3 separate regions of the Mus musculus genome follow, and all the other regions are linked to region 1. The links are chromatin contacts, called in public promoter capture Hi-C maps. All regions are on one chromosome and are shown on one strand. Each heading gives the region's core, a stretch centred on a gene start, on an enhancer-like site or on the middle of the called end of the contact. The rest is flanking DNA. Distances are from core to core; before and after follow the strand shown.

What was found. Promoter capture Hi-C pulls out the DNA fragments that hold promoters and counts their contacts.
Region 2: a promoter capture Hi-C map of liver shows a contact between it and region 1, with 6 times the contacts expected there. The contact joins the promoter of Tfap4 here to the promoter of Crebbp in region 1. A contact is called at or near these places in 14 of 39 promoter capture datasets (the 3T3-L1 cell line, 3T3-L1-derived adipocytes, the C10 cell line and 8 more), 16 of 484 Hi-C or Micro-C datasets (the C2C12 cell line, CD8 T cells, the G1E-ER4 cell line and 11 more), 12 of 115 datasets of contacts at active chromatin or transcription factors (astrocytes, bone marrow-derived macrophages, embryonic limb bud and 5 more) and 2 of 9 other capture datasets (liver and pancreatic islet).
Region 3: a contact with region 1 is called in a promoter capture Hi-C map of pre-B cells, with 4 times the contacts expected there. The contact joins the promoter of 1700037C18Rik here to the promoter of Crebbp in region 1. A contact is called at or near these places in 19 of 39 promoter capture datasets (the 3T3-L1 cell line, 3T3-L1-derived adipocytes, the HPC-7 cell line and 12 more), 5 of 484 Hi-C or Micro-C datasets (CD4 T cells, brown adipocytes, embryonic stem cells and 1 more), 4 of 115 datasets of contacts at active chromatin or transcription factors (astrocytes, extraembryonic endoderm stem cells, memory CD8 T cells and 1 more) and 4 of 9 other capture datasets (adipose tissue, liver, macrophages and 1 more).

Annotation. Positions count from the first base shown.
Region 1 is chr16:4,211,590-4,215,597 of GRCm38.p6, reverse strand. Crebbp (CREB binding protein) reads left to right here and starts at 2,194. Exons shown (of 31, transcript NM_001025432.1): 1 at 2,194-2,459. The coding sequence starts at 2,375.
Region 2 is chr16:4,557,937-4,561,944 of GRCm38.p6, reverse strand. Tfap4 (transcription factor AP4) reads left to right here and starts at 2,225. Exons shown (of 7, transcript NM_031182.2): 1 at 2,225-2,517. The coding sequence starts at 2,429.
Region 3 is chr16:3,906,821-3,910,828 of GRCm38.p6, reverse strand. It overlaps 1700037C18Rik (RIKEN cDNA 1700037C18 gene), which reads left to right and starts at 2,140. Exons shown (of 3, transcript NM_028484.2): 1 at 2,140-2,379; 2 at 3,635-3,988. The coding sequence starts at 2,376. It overlaps Cluap1 (clusterin associated protein 1), which reads right to left and starts at 1,820. Exons shown (of 12, transcript NM_029738.2): 1 at 1,676-1,820. The coding sequence starts at 1,697. Gm41410 (predicted gene, 41410) reads left to right here and starts at 2,176. Exons shown (of 4, transcript NR_153801.1): 1 at 2,176-2,224; 2 at 3,635-3,925.

The sequences.
Region 1 (4,008 bases), core at 945-3,444:
GTGAATGTAGGATGCTGGTGGGGAGAGAGTGATGGACAGAAGGGAGAGATGAAACAGGTGTGGGAAGCACAAGTTTTGAACAGTTAAGATAAATGTGCATCACTCAATCCTGGCCCAACCACTGTTATATGCATGTGTCTGTCTATTTTATATATGTTCTTAGTGTTTTTCTTGTTCTTTGTATAGGAGCCATTTGTTGCAGGTAGGCCTGCGCCTAGTCCCTTCATGCTATACTAGTGATGTCAAAGTGGTGCCTGCAGTTTACACAAGGTCCTCCGGTCTGTGTGCAGATGGGGAAACTGAGGCGGGAAGGGGCAAAGCAACTTTCTCTAAGATCACCAAGGGAGATCCCCCCCCCAAAAGGTAGTTTTGTGGCTGTGTGCTGAACAACATGAAACACAAGAAAAGTTTATGTAAGAAGTTGCCTCAGTCAAAGGACAGCAGGCACCATGATGGACAACACAGCAGGTGGCTGCGGTGTAAGGTGGAGGAGCTCATTCTTCAGGTAAAGAATGTGGGGGAGACTAGCTGCATCGTGGGTGGATGGGGAGGGAAGGAGGGGTCTGACTCACAGGTTTCTCGCTTAGGAAATAGGGGTGCTGCTGATACCTGGAAGATAAGGACTTCCGAGTCAAGCTGGCAGGTTTTGAGAGAGTGTTAACAGAGATGGGAAAACTTTAGTTTTTGAGGAGGTGTGTGGCACACCCAAGTGAGAGGGTCTCCCTGTGATCCTACATTTTTCTGGGTACCTGCCAAAGCCAGGGTGGTTGTCCGAAGTAAGGAGTACCCTTAGGAGATCGAAGCCCTTGGTCTTGGTACCTGGGCCCATCTCAGATCCAGGAGGTAGAGCTGACAGCCTCTCCCTTCAGGTGACAGCGTTGGACATTGGACCTGGCCCTATCGTTTTTGGGCTTGGGAGTGGGCGCTCAAGAGCCTTGCGGTGCCCTTGCAAACTTGGGAAGCACAAGGAAGGGGTGGACTCTCGGCCTGTCATTTTCTCCCTCAGTGATCTTAGAGAAAGTTGCTTTGCCCCTTCCTGCCTCAGTTTCCCCATCTGCACACAGACCCGAGGACCCTCTGTAACCTGCAGGCGCCACTTCGCCATTACTAGCATAGGGCGCGGGGAAGAGGCGCAGGTTGCGGTGGCGTCTTCTTAGTCCGATGTCACCCTGGAGGCTCGCAAGCAAGGAGCTGCGAAGAGCCAGAGCTGCCGGGGCGGGGCGGGACCGGACGGGCTGGGCCCGGATCAGCGCTGACTCCGAGCCTGGCGGGGGGGGGGGTCTAGGCTCGAGCCCAGGGCGCCCTCCCCGCGCGTGCCGCGTTACTGACAGCGTCAGAACAAAAGTGGCCGTCTGCTCTGCGCACTTGGCGTCCCGCAGGCCGGGCCTAGCACCGCAGCCCGTCGCCTCACGCATCGCCGCCGTGCCTTCGACCCTTCCACCCGAGCGCGCTCGGCTCTTTCCGCCGCGGCCGGCGCAGGTGGAGGGGCGGGGCGGGGGCCGTGCGTGGTGACGCCGCGGGGGGGGTGACGTACAAGCGTGCCCCGCCCCCTCCCCCTCCCCGTTCAGGCTCTGGAAAGAGAAGAAAAAAAACTTTCTTTTTTTTTTTAATTGAGGAATCAACAGCCGCCATCTTGTCGCGGATCCGACCGGGGCTTCGAGCGCGATCTACTCGGCCCCGCCGGTCCCGGGCCCCACAACCGCCCGCGCACCCCGCTCCGCCTGGCCGGCCCGCTCCGCCCGGCCCTCGGCGCCCGCCCCGGCGGCCCCGCTCGCCTCTCGTCTCGGCCTCCCGGAGCCCGGCGGCGGCGGCGGCGGCGGCGGCGGCACGGGGTGGGGGGGCCGCGGCGCGGCGGCGGCCCCGCTCGGCGCATTGTTTTTCCTCACGGCGGCGGCGGGCCGCGGGCGGGCGGCGGAGCCCAAAGCCCCCCGGTCGTCCGGCCGCGGGCGAATTCATTAAGTGGGGCGCGCGGGGGGGGGGGGTGGCGGCGAGGCGGCGGCGGTACCACCATGTTCCCGGGCGCCGCCTGAGCCGCGGGGCCGGGCGCCGTCGCTGCCAGCCGGGCCCGCGGAGGCGGCCGGGCCGCTTGGGTGCCCGGGCCGCGGAGTGTCGCGCTCGGGAGGCGGGCAGGGGATGAGGGGGCCGCGGCCGGCGGCGGCGGCGGCCGGGGGCGGGCGGTGAGCGCTGCGGGGCGCTGTTGCTGAGGCTGAGATTTGGCCGCCGCCTCCCCCACCCGGCCTGCGCCCTCCGCGGCCCGGCCCGCGCTCCTGCGCTCGCTCCTCGCTGGCTCGCCTGCTCGCAGCCGCCGGCCCGACCCCCGTCCGGGCCGCGTCGCGCCGCCCGCGCTCAGGGCTGTTTCCGCGAGCAGGTGAAGATGGCCGAGAACTTGCTGGACGGACCGCCCAACCCCAAACGAGCCAAACTCAGCTCGCCCGGCTTCTCCGCGAATGACAACACAGGTGAGGCTGGGTCTAGGCTCGCTGTCAGAGTTCGGGGCAGGGAGGGGGTTGAGGGTCGCAGTGGCCAGAGACTCTGTCCCGGGCCTTGGGATGCGCTTCCCTGGTCGGGAGGAAAAGTGAAGCGGGGGCGCGGTCTAGTGTCCGCACGCGTGGCCGGCCGGGATGACAGCGGAGGGGACCTTGGAGGTTTGGAGTAAGAGAATGCGACCAGAGGCAATGAGGGCTTTCAGGATCGGACCCCCCACTCTAGGCGGTGCAGTCGCGGACACAGCTGCTGCCTTCTTAGTTGCGACGAGTTGCGACGGAGAAGTTTCTTGGAATGTGTTGCTTGGGAAAACGCTTAGTGGTTATTTAGAAAGTCTTGATTTTTTTTTTTTTTTGATCACCTAGTATTTTTTTTTCTCCAAAACCCCAAACCTCATGTGCGAGTTGTCATCAAAGTTGCTGTGGTGTCTTTCATTTACATACGTAACCTTAAAAAGAAGCTAGCAGGCTTTTAAAAGTCCATTTGGGCTCCAGTCTGCCTTTGAGGTTGGAATGGTTTTACACTGGAGATGAAAAATTAAAAAATTAAGGACTTTGAATCTTTCAGGGAAAGAGAAAAGCAAGATAATCTTAAATCTTTTCCCCAACTCACAAAATAGCTTCCGTGCAAACTTTCTTAGGTGATCGGATCGGGTACCCAAGACTTCCCTGTTCATTCAGTAATTCAGAGTACTTCTGGACAGCTCTGATAACCTTGCCAATTATTCGTATTTCCCCTTTTAAGCTCTCCTTCGAAATATAAACTCGTATGCTGCTGTGAACAATGCCGGCTCAGCGCAGCTAGCACTTTTCCAGTACGTACTTGTAGCGGCATCTGAAAATCAGTTTCTGATGAATGGGTCCAAATCAAATTACATTGCTGCCTGCAGATTGGCGCTAGATACAGATGTTCAAGTTGTGGAACTCTGTGACTTTATACAAGTGTATTTAAAAATATTTCTGCTTTTGAAACAAAACTTAGATTTCACGGCTTCAGTTTGAAGTGCTCCTGAAATCCAGTCATGAAAGGAGAATGTTAATGTAGAAATGAGAGGGGAGTATTCTCCCTCCATCATTTTTCAGGAGATTTTTGTTGACTTAAAATTTGTTGAGTGGTAGAAAGGAGTAAATAAATAATTCACAGGTAGGTAGGGAAAAGTCACTTTTCTTTTTAAATGACAAGTTGTTTGATGTTTATTTTCATAAAAATCTTATTGATGAAAAATGTTGAAACAGTGGTTTAAGCACACTTGTGCAAAGTAGAGCTAGCTCCCTTGCTTTAGTAATGTTGCTGTGCTCGAGCCAGAAGACTGTAATCATGTGAGATGTAGATCATACCAGGCAGGTGTTGTCCTCAAGTTTATCCTCTGACACTGCTAACTGGAAGACTTCAGCTTTGCTGTTACTGAGTGAACTTGAAGATTTTTCTTAGAAGTGGGGCAAATTAATAAGACCACAAAAAGACCTGTAGTATCTTATATATCCAGAGGTTTACAAGATGGAACCCAAAAGAAGATGGCTTTTC
Region 2 (4,008 bases), core at 976-3,475, 350 kb before region 1:
AGAGGAGCTGGGTTCAATTTCCAGCACCAACATGGTGCTCACAACCATCTTTAACTCCAGTCCTAGGGGATCAGATGCCCTCTTCAGATGCCTTAGAGAGCACCAGGTTTATACCTGATGTACAGAGACACCCACAGGTGAAACAATCATACACACACATACACACATCTGTGCAGTGGTGGCTCCTTTAATTCCAGAGGAAGCAGGGGGTGGGGGGAGGAATCTCAGTGAGTTCTGTGACAGTCAGGGCTATATAGTGAAACCCAGTCTGGGGGTGGAGGTGGGGTGAAATTGCCTTTTTTCATATTCTTTACTTCCTTTAAACTTTTAAAAATTAATTTCTAAGTATGTATGTATGTATGCTAAAGTGCACATGCCAAGGTCAGGAGAGAATTTGTGGAAGCTGGTTCTCTCTTTATACCACGGGGATTCTGGGAATAAAAACCAGGTCATCAGGCTTGCAGGCCAACATCTTTACCTATAAAGCCATTTCACCTGCCTTCCTGATTTTTTCTTCTCCCATTTCTTTGTCTTTTTTTTTTTTTTTTTTTTCCCCGAGACAGGGTTTCTCTGTATAGCCCTGGCTGTCCTGGAACTCACTTTGTAGACCAGGCTGGCCTCGAACTCAGTAATCCACCTGCCTCTGCCTCCCAAGTGCTGGGATTAAAGGCATGCGCTACCACCGCCTTGCTTCTTTGTCTTTTTTAGAGGCACGATCGTATCTTCGATCTCCAAGCGCTAGAATTCTGGATTACAGGTGTGCAACTGCACAGCCCAGCCGGCTAGGAAGTGCTGCTTTTCAAGTTACGTGTCCCTGGGATTAGATGCTAATTGATCTGGCATCTACAGTTAGAGATCAGGTTGGTAATATTGAACAATGTTTTCTAATAATACCCAACAATTGTTATAAATAGAAGTATTTCAACTAAGAGGCTCGATTTGGGTGGAACCTTGGAAGGCAGCGAATGGGTCTGGGAAAGGCGCTGAGCTGGAGCGAGGACATTCCGAGGCAGGCGTGGGCTTCCTGAGCCTGGGGCCAAGCCCTCCAGGAGTCTGGGGAGGGCCGGGACCGGAAGGTGGGGGCGTGTCAGAGGACGGAAGCTCACCCCTAAAACGTCCCCTCCCTTGCCCCAGACCACCACTCCCCCCCCATTGTAGAGCGCGCCCTCTGGCGGTGGAGCAAGTTTTATCCCGCCTTCCCCATGAATGAGAAGCTGCAGCCCGCTGCGCGCGAAGTCGGAAAGTAAGGTAGTGAAAGAGGCAAGACAGGACCTGGCAGCCACCACCAGACCTCTAATGGATATTCGGACCGCGCTGGCAGCCTGCCTCAGGGCCGCTGCTGTTCTGGCTTGCCTCCGCCCTTCCCTTCCTTCCCACTTGCTCTCTCTTCCTATGGCAGCCCCAAACATCCGAGGTACCTTGCGCACCTGCCTGTACCCTTCGCAATCTAATTTCCTAGCACCAGTCAGAGTTTGGGCCAGGCAGCCACCTGGGTAAAGACGGAGGGAGGAGGCTGGCGGGTGGTCAGAGTCAGCCCCAAGTTACTTGTGGGAAACAGTGGCTATGACGCAAGTTTCCAGGGGGCCCGGGTCGGCTCGAAAGGGAGCGCGCCAGAGTGGCTCTGCTCCGCTCCGTGCAGTGGCAATTATGAAAATGCAAAAGCCTGAAGCACACACCCAAAAGAGCCTTCCCTTTGCTGCTGCAGCCCCGCCCAGCGCGTCCTCCAGGATAGCGGTGCGCAAAGACCCCGCACTGGGCAGTCCTCACCGGACCCTGGACTGCACAGACTGGGATCCCGTGCGGTGGGGCTGGCCTTTTTTTTTTTTTTTTTTTTTTTTTTTTTCTTTTTAGCTACGCTTGCCAACCTGTCAGCTGATGGACCTCATCACCCATAGTGGCGCATGTAGCTGGGCCGCTGTTCACTCCATTCACATCGTGTCCCCCCACAGCCAGCTGTCGACCCCTGATTCCTGATCCCAGGGTTAAGTCTGCAGACCCATGTAGTAGTCGGTCCCAAGGAGCTTGCGCCCTTCTCGCCCCAGCATCCAGTCGCCCTGGGGGGGGCGCTGCAAATAGTCCTTTGTTTACATGCAATTCCTTACTCCGCGGAAGGAGGCCGGGGAGTGCTGAGTTTTCACCAGCTGTTTCCCGCCTTGAAACAGACATCTGATCAGCTGCAAACACACACACACACACACACACACACACACACACACATACACACGCCCGGGGAGGCAGGCTGGAGAGACCTCCCGCCCGCCCCTCCCGCCCGCCTCCCTCCCCTCGCCGCTGCTGCTGCTGCCGCCAGCATCTGGGACCGGCCGATTCTGCACCTCCGTCCGGCGCTGCCCTTTGATTCGGATTTCCATCTTGCATTCTCCGGCTGACCGCGAGACCTGGCTCGTGCACAGGAGGGGGGCCTATCGCTATGGAGTATTTCATGGTGCCCACTCAGAAGGTGCCCTCTTTGCAACATTTCAGGAAAACAGAGAAAGAAGTGATAGGAGGGCTCTGTAGGTGTGTACTGCTCCTCCCCCCAACCCCTTCTTCCCATTGCAGCCCCCGGCCAGCCCGCCCGGGCGGGTGCGCGTGTGCGCACGCATGGCTCGCGCCTCCGAGCTCGCTCGCCTTTCTTAGCTACTGGGTCCGCTGCAGTCTCTGGAACCCTGCTTGCGTTGCCTAGGGACCCTCTTCCCTTGGAACGTGGGGACCCCGAGAGGTTCTGTCCACTTTTGTCCGCTGCAGGCGGGCGAGTCGCGACGTTTGTAAATTGCAAACAGACCCACGTGGTGCTGCAGCAGTCCCGGCCATGCTTGCTGCTGGTGGCTTTCACCCAGCGCTTCCTCCTCCCCCCGCCAGCTTTGGCTTCCTTCCTTTTCCTTGCTTACTCGCGCTTTCTGGGAACCCTCTTCTAAGGAGGTCGTTTTGGGGGGGGCCCGGAGTGTGCGAGAGGACAGCTACAATGCTGCCATGCCGCGGTTCCAGGCTGCGGGGAGGGGGGGCGGGGAGCCGGGTGGTGTGAACGTTTGCAGAGAACAGGGCTGCAGCAGGGTTGGGGGCGTGCTCGCTCGAGGTTGCGAGGCGTACGTGGACCTTTAGTGGCCATGCTTCAAGCAGGGAAGTTGCGGTCCCCCACACGTTGGCAGTCACTAGTCGCACGTTCTCCGCCCGCGCTCGGGTGCTGTTTACTAGCGAGGCCTGGACGTGACTCTGCAGCCCTCTTGGAGTAGGCGGGCCTCTGCGCGCACGACCTCACGGGAGCTGTAGTTCTCTATGCCGGGTCGGTGCTGCATTGTGGGACTTGTAGGCGCTTCGGGGCCACGCTTTACTTGCACAAAGCTCGGCCGTAACCAACTAGGTGGGCTAAGCAGGCCAGGTGGGGAGGCCTTTTGATGAGGGTGCGTCTTAGGTTGCTTCAGGGCTCTAGTCTACTTCCTGTTGCATATGGGTCTGCAAACTTTGCTGTCCCACTTCTGTTCCTCAGTCATAAATGCAAAGCGTTGAATCTCCTGGTCGGGTGGGTGGTCGGAGGTCTCTCTTGAGATACCCCTTAGTGAGCTTGATCCTACCTAGGTTGCCCCAGATCCACTCGCTACTAAATCGCGATTGACCAGTGGCCGAATCTCTCTTAAACTCTTGTTAAATCGTCATGTCTGAGATTTCTATTGCCGGCCCTGGTATCTGCTCATTGAACCCTACAAGCCGGCTGGGTCCGGGCGGGGATGGTGGTGGTGCACGCAAGGAGAGGTTTCTCCAGCGCGCTTAAGTTTGAAACCGACGATCTCTTTCCTGCCTGCCGTGCTACTCTAGGAGCGTAATGGCTCCCCAGGGCTGGGGCCACGTGCTCCGACACCCCAGCCAGGCAGGGCTGGGGCTGGAGGAGGAGGAGCCCGCTGAGTGGCATAGGCTGGTTGGTAGACAGCAACGCCTGTGGGGCAGGTTGCTGCATAGGTATAAAATCCAGGTAGGGATCCCACTTTACTTTCAAGTTGAGAGCCAATACCTAGG
Region 3 (4,008 bases), core at 891-3,390, 300 kb after region 1:
CTGTCTCGAAAAACCAAAGATTAGTAAACAGTAATATTTTAAGTTGGGAGCAACTAAAACAAAGCCACACTGCTTGAAAGAAAGGAGAAAACAATGATGAAGAAAGCGAGGCTTACAGATGAGCAACCAAGCCTGGCGTGGTGCTGCATACCTTTAATCCCAGTGCTCATAGGCAGAGGCAGATGGACCTCTGTGAACCTGATGCTAACCTGGTCTATGAAACAAGTTCTAGGTCATCCAGGGCTGTTGTTCAAGACAGGAAAAAACCTTGTCTTGAAAAACAAGTAAAAGAGAGCAAGAAAGCAAGAAAACAACCAACATTTCTGAGTTCTTACAATATGCTGAGATCTTGACCATGGTTCCTGGCAATGTAATGTCTACTCATGCTTACGGGTATTCAAAATGTACATTCAGCATTCCAAACAATCTATCTGGGCAACAAAGCAGGGCAGGCAGACTCTGCTAGGTCACGAAGAGATGGTAGAAAGATAGGAAGCATCCTTCCCTTATTTCTTTCCCTTATATCACACACACACATATATCCCATATATGTATACCCTTTATATTGCAGCTTTTCCTTATACCTCTATGAAAAAAGTCAGGTTTTGCCTAAACACTCCTTTTAGCTAAGTAGTAGCTATCAAGTTCTCCACTGTTATAAATGGTGACAGTCTCATAGATTACACACTATACAGCATTTATTTAAGGTAAAAAAATATAAATCAGTATAAATTCTGAAATACTCCTTTTAAATATTCTTTCCAGTACAATGATCACTATTCAATGATCCCAGTAAAGTGCCAGCCTCATCAAAAACTACGTGGGACAGTCATAATTACACTGTTTCAAATACCCTCAAACCCTAGACAACACGACCCTAATAGCTGCTACTCTTCTGTAAGTGAAGTAAGATTTTTTAGGTCACACAGTCCCATCACTCTAGCTGTGTGAACCAGGGGTAGCTATACTACTTAACTTGCAGTTAAAACTAGGAACAATAAGGGTGAAATATAATCACCTGCCACAAAAAGGATGTTTCCCCCAAAGAGTATAACGAGTAAGAGTAGTCTGCTTCCCCACTCTCTAGCCAAGTTCTCTGCCCAGTATTTGGCATTCAGGCAAGCTGGATTCAAACTCTAAAGCAACTCGTTCAATTACTTTGACCTCTTGCTGCCTGTTTCATCTCTAACCAGGGCACAAACCTGCTAGGAGTAAATGAAATATTGCCCACATAGAGGACAGCATGTGACAGATTGTAACATACAAACAAACAAAACAAACCCTCAAAAATGAACAAAACAACCTAGCAGCACTAGCCATCCATTCATCCGGCCACTTCCTCGGCTTTACTGGTTCTTTCTACAAACTAAATGCAGAAGAAGTCTCCATTTCCGCAAGACCTTTCTAATGCGGCTGCAAATGTGGCCGTGACAACCAGAGATAAAATGAGGTGAAATTAAACATTCAGTTCTTCAGCGGCTCGAGACACATTCCCAGTGTTCTAGCTACACGTGGCCAGTGACGGACCGAACTTTCCAAAGGTGCTGTAAAGTTCTGTCAGCCCCTGGCTGGCCCAGGGACCCACGGCCTGCCTGGGCCCACGGCTCTGGCAGGGGTCCGGCAGGGGAGTCTCGAGATCCTGGGAAGCCCACGGGAAAGCCGGGTGCAGCCTTACTGCGGAGGTCGCGGAAAGACATGGCGCTCTGGTCCCCAAGAGTCCACTGGGGCGCCGCTGCCCGTCTCTGTAGAGTTCGCAGGCCCAGCGCTCTCCGGTCTCTATAGCAACGCTCAGAGGCCTTGGACAGCGTGCGGACCAGGCCAAACAGGACAGGAAGCGAAGAGGGGTGGTGAGCGCAAGCGCAGGACACAGACCAACAGGTGGCGCCAAGCACCTTGCGAGCTGCGCAACGTCATAGTCTTTCAGAGAGCGCTTTTGGCTCTGGTCCCGTTGGAACTCTCATTACCTCACTGATATATGGAGCACATTATAACCTTTTGTGACCGAGTCTCCTTTGTATTTGTAAAAGCATAGCTAAACCCCGCAGTCGAAGCCTCATAAAGTATCCACAGAATGACAGGAACGAAGATACCCTACCCTGGGCAGAATTCGAGACCTGTACCCGGAAGGCTTTTGTGCACGCACAGCTAGTCAGTATTCCCGACAAGCCGGAAATTGGCGCCCAGACTCGCGCGCCAGAGGTTGCCCTGGAAACTGTGGAGCGAGGTAGTGCTGGTGTACCACGCCTAGGGTGTCAGGGTCAGCACAGGCTCTACAGAGAACTCTCCTTGGTGACTGCTACGAGTCGAGGACAACCGCGACAAAAGCAGGGCTGGAGAGAGGAGAGCTGTGCCAGGAAGGGTGGGCGATAAGGAAAATGGGTAGGTGCAAGAAGTAAAGGTGCCCTTGGCTAGAACACGGTGGTACTGACCAAGAGTAGATACTTAAGGACAAAAATATGTGGGGTAGGGCCATACATTCGTGGCTAGTCTAACATGGGGGACAATGCATTTGAACAGTCTTTGCAACAAATGGTTTTGAAACAATGAGCAATCCATAGCAAATTAATATCTATGTAAAAAACAATGGTTCATACACCTAGATGTAAAACCTAGAACTAAATTTTCTATAATGAAACAGAGTTGTGGTGGAGTTAAGATTCTAAAGAACCTGTAGTTTTATATTTCTACCAGCAGAATAATTGTTCCAGTTTGTCAGAATGCACAGGAAAAAAATTGGCATTATCTACATACTGCTTAACCTATGAGAAAATGGATAATTAGACAAGTGTCACCCAGAACCATCTTCTCAGCATGATTCAGATCTCTACAGGTTTGTTCTCCAAATCCTCGTTCTCCCTGCCACAAATGAGGAAGCCTAGCGAATGACTTTCCAGCATACCAAAGCCAATTTGTCTTATGTGGCTTGCTCTGAATCTAACATCAACAAATTTACCCTAGGTTTCTGGTCTCTTCCCTTGCCCGCCTCCCTCCTTGCCCCTGACATACCATACTCTCCCAAACTAGGAGGTCCAGGAAGACTAGTCTTTACTGTGACATCATAAGGACCAGTTGCTATGGGAGACCTGCAGATCCACCCCCTAGACAGGGGAGAGCAGGCCCTACTGCACAGAAGGCCTGGCCACTCCTCCCCCACCATACTGGCCCTCCATGGAAGCCTTGGTCTGTGCATTCTCTGAGCTTCGAATAAGAGAAGGTGCCTGGCTGCAGGGAGGAGCAGCAGCAGAGATGCCACACTGTCCCAACCTGGGCCCAAAGCTACTGGGGAGAGCCCAGGGATGTGCATGCTTGGGAAGGGAGTAACTCCTGATCTAGGCTATATGACTGGGCCAGGCATGCCCTCTTGTACCCACTGTGCTTATATACACTGGTGCCAGCATACTCTTTTTAGAGTAGAGAGCACAAAACGAGCTTGAAGTGCTCAACGGGATCTCAGTGCCAAAGTCCTGGGCTGCTTGGGCGCCTCTGTTAGGGGAGCAGCGGAGTAGTGGGAATAGACAGGAACTAAGACTGGATAGCCAGGGAGTAGAAGCTACGTATGAGTTGGTACTTGCATTTCCCCCAGATGCTGTTCCCACTGGCCATCACCCTCCTGCTCTCTCTCTCTCTCTTGCAGATGCAGTGAGCTGGGCCCCAGGACGCCCCAGCCACCCTGACACACCACCCAACATCTATGAGGGAGGATTGGGGGCCCAGCAGCAGCAGGGCCCCAGTGCTCAGGGAAGCAAGCCCAAGAACTTCCGACTGCGACACCTCCGGAGCCTGGCTCTCTACCTGCCAGGCCACATGCAGCCTGCTGGCCAATGTGGAAGCCACTGGCTAGGCCGGCTCATGGCTGGGGGCAGCCTGACACGGCCTGAAGGCTCACCCTGGCCCCTGGACCTGCCACAGGGGACCCTGGGTCCAGGTAACAGCCATTGCTCAGCCCTTCTGGAAGCCCACTTGCCCAGGGACAGCCTGGGAAATACAGGTAAGCTCTGTTAAGGCAGG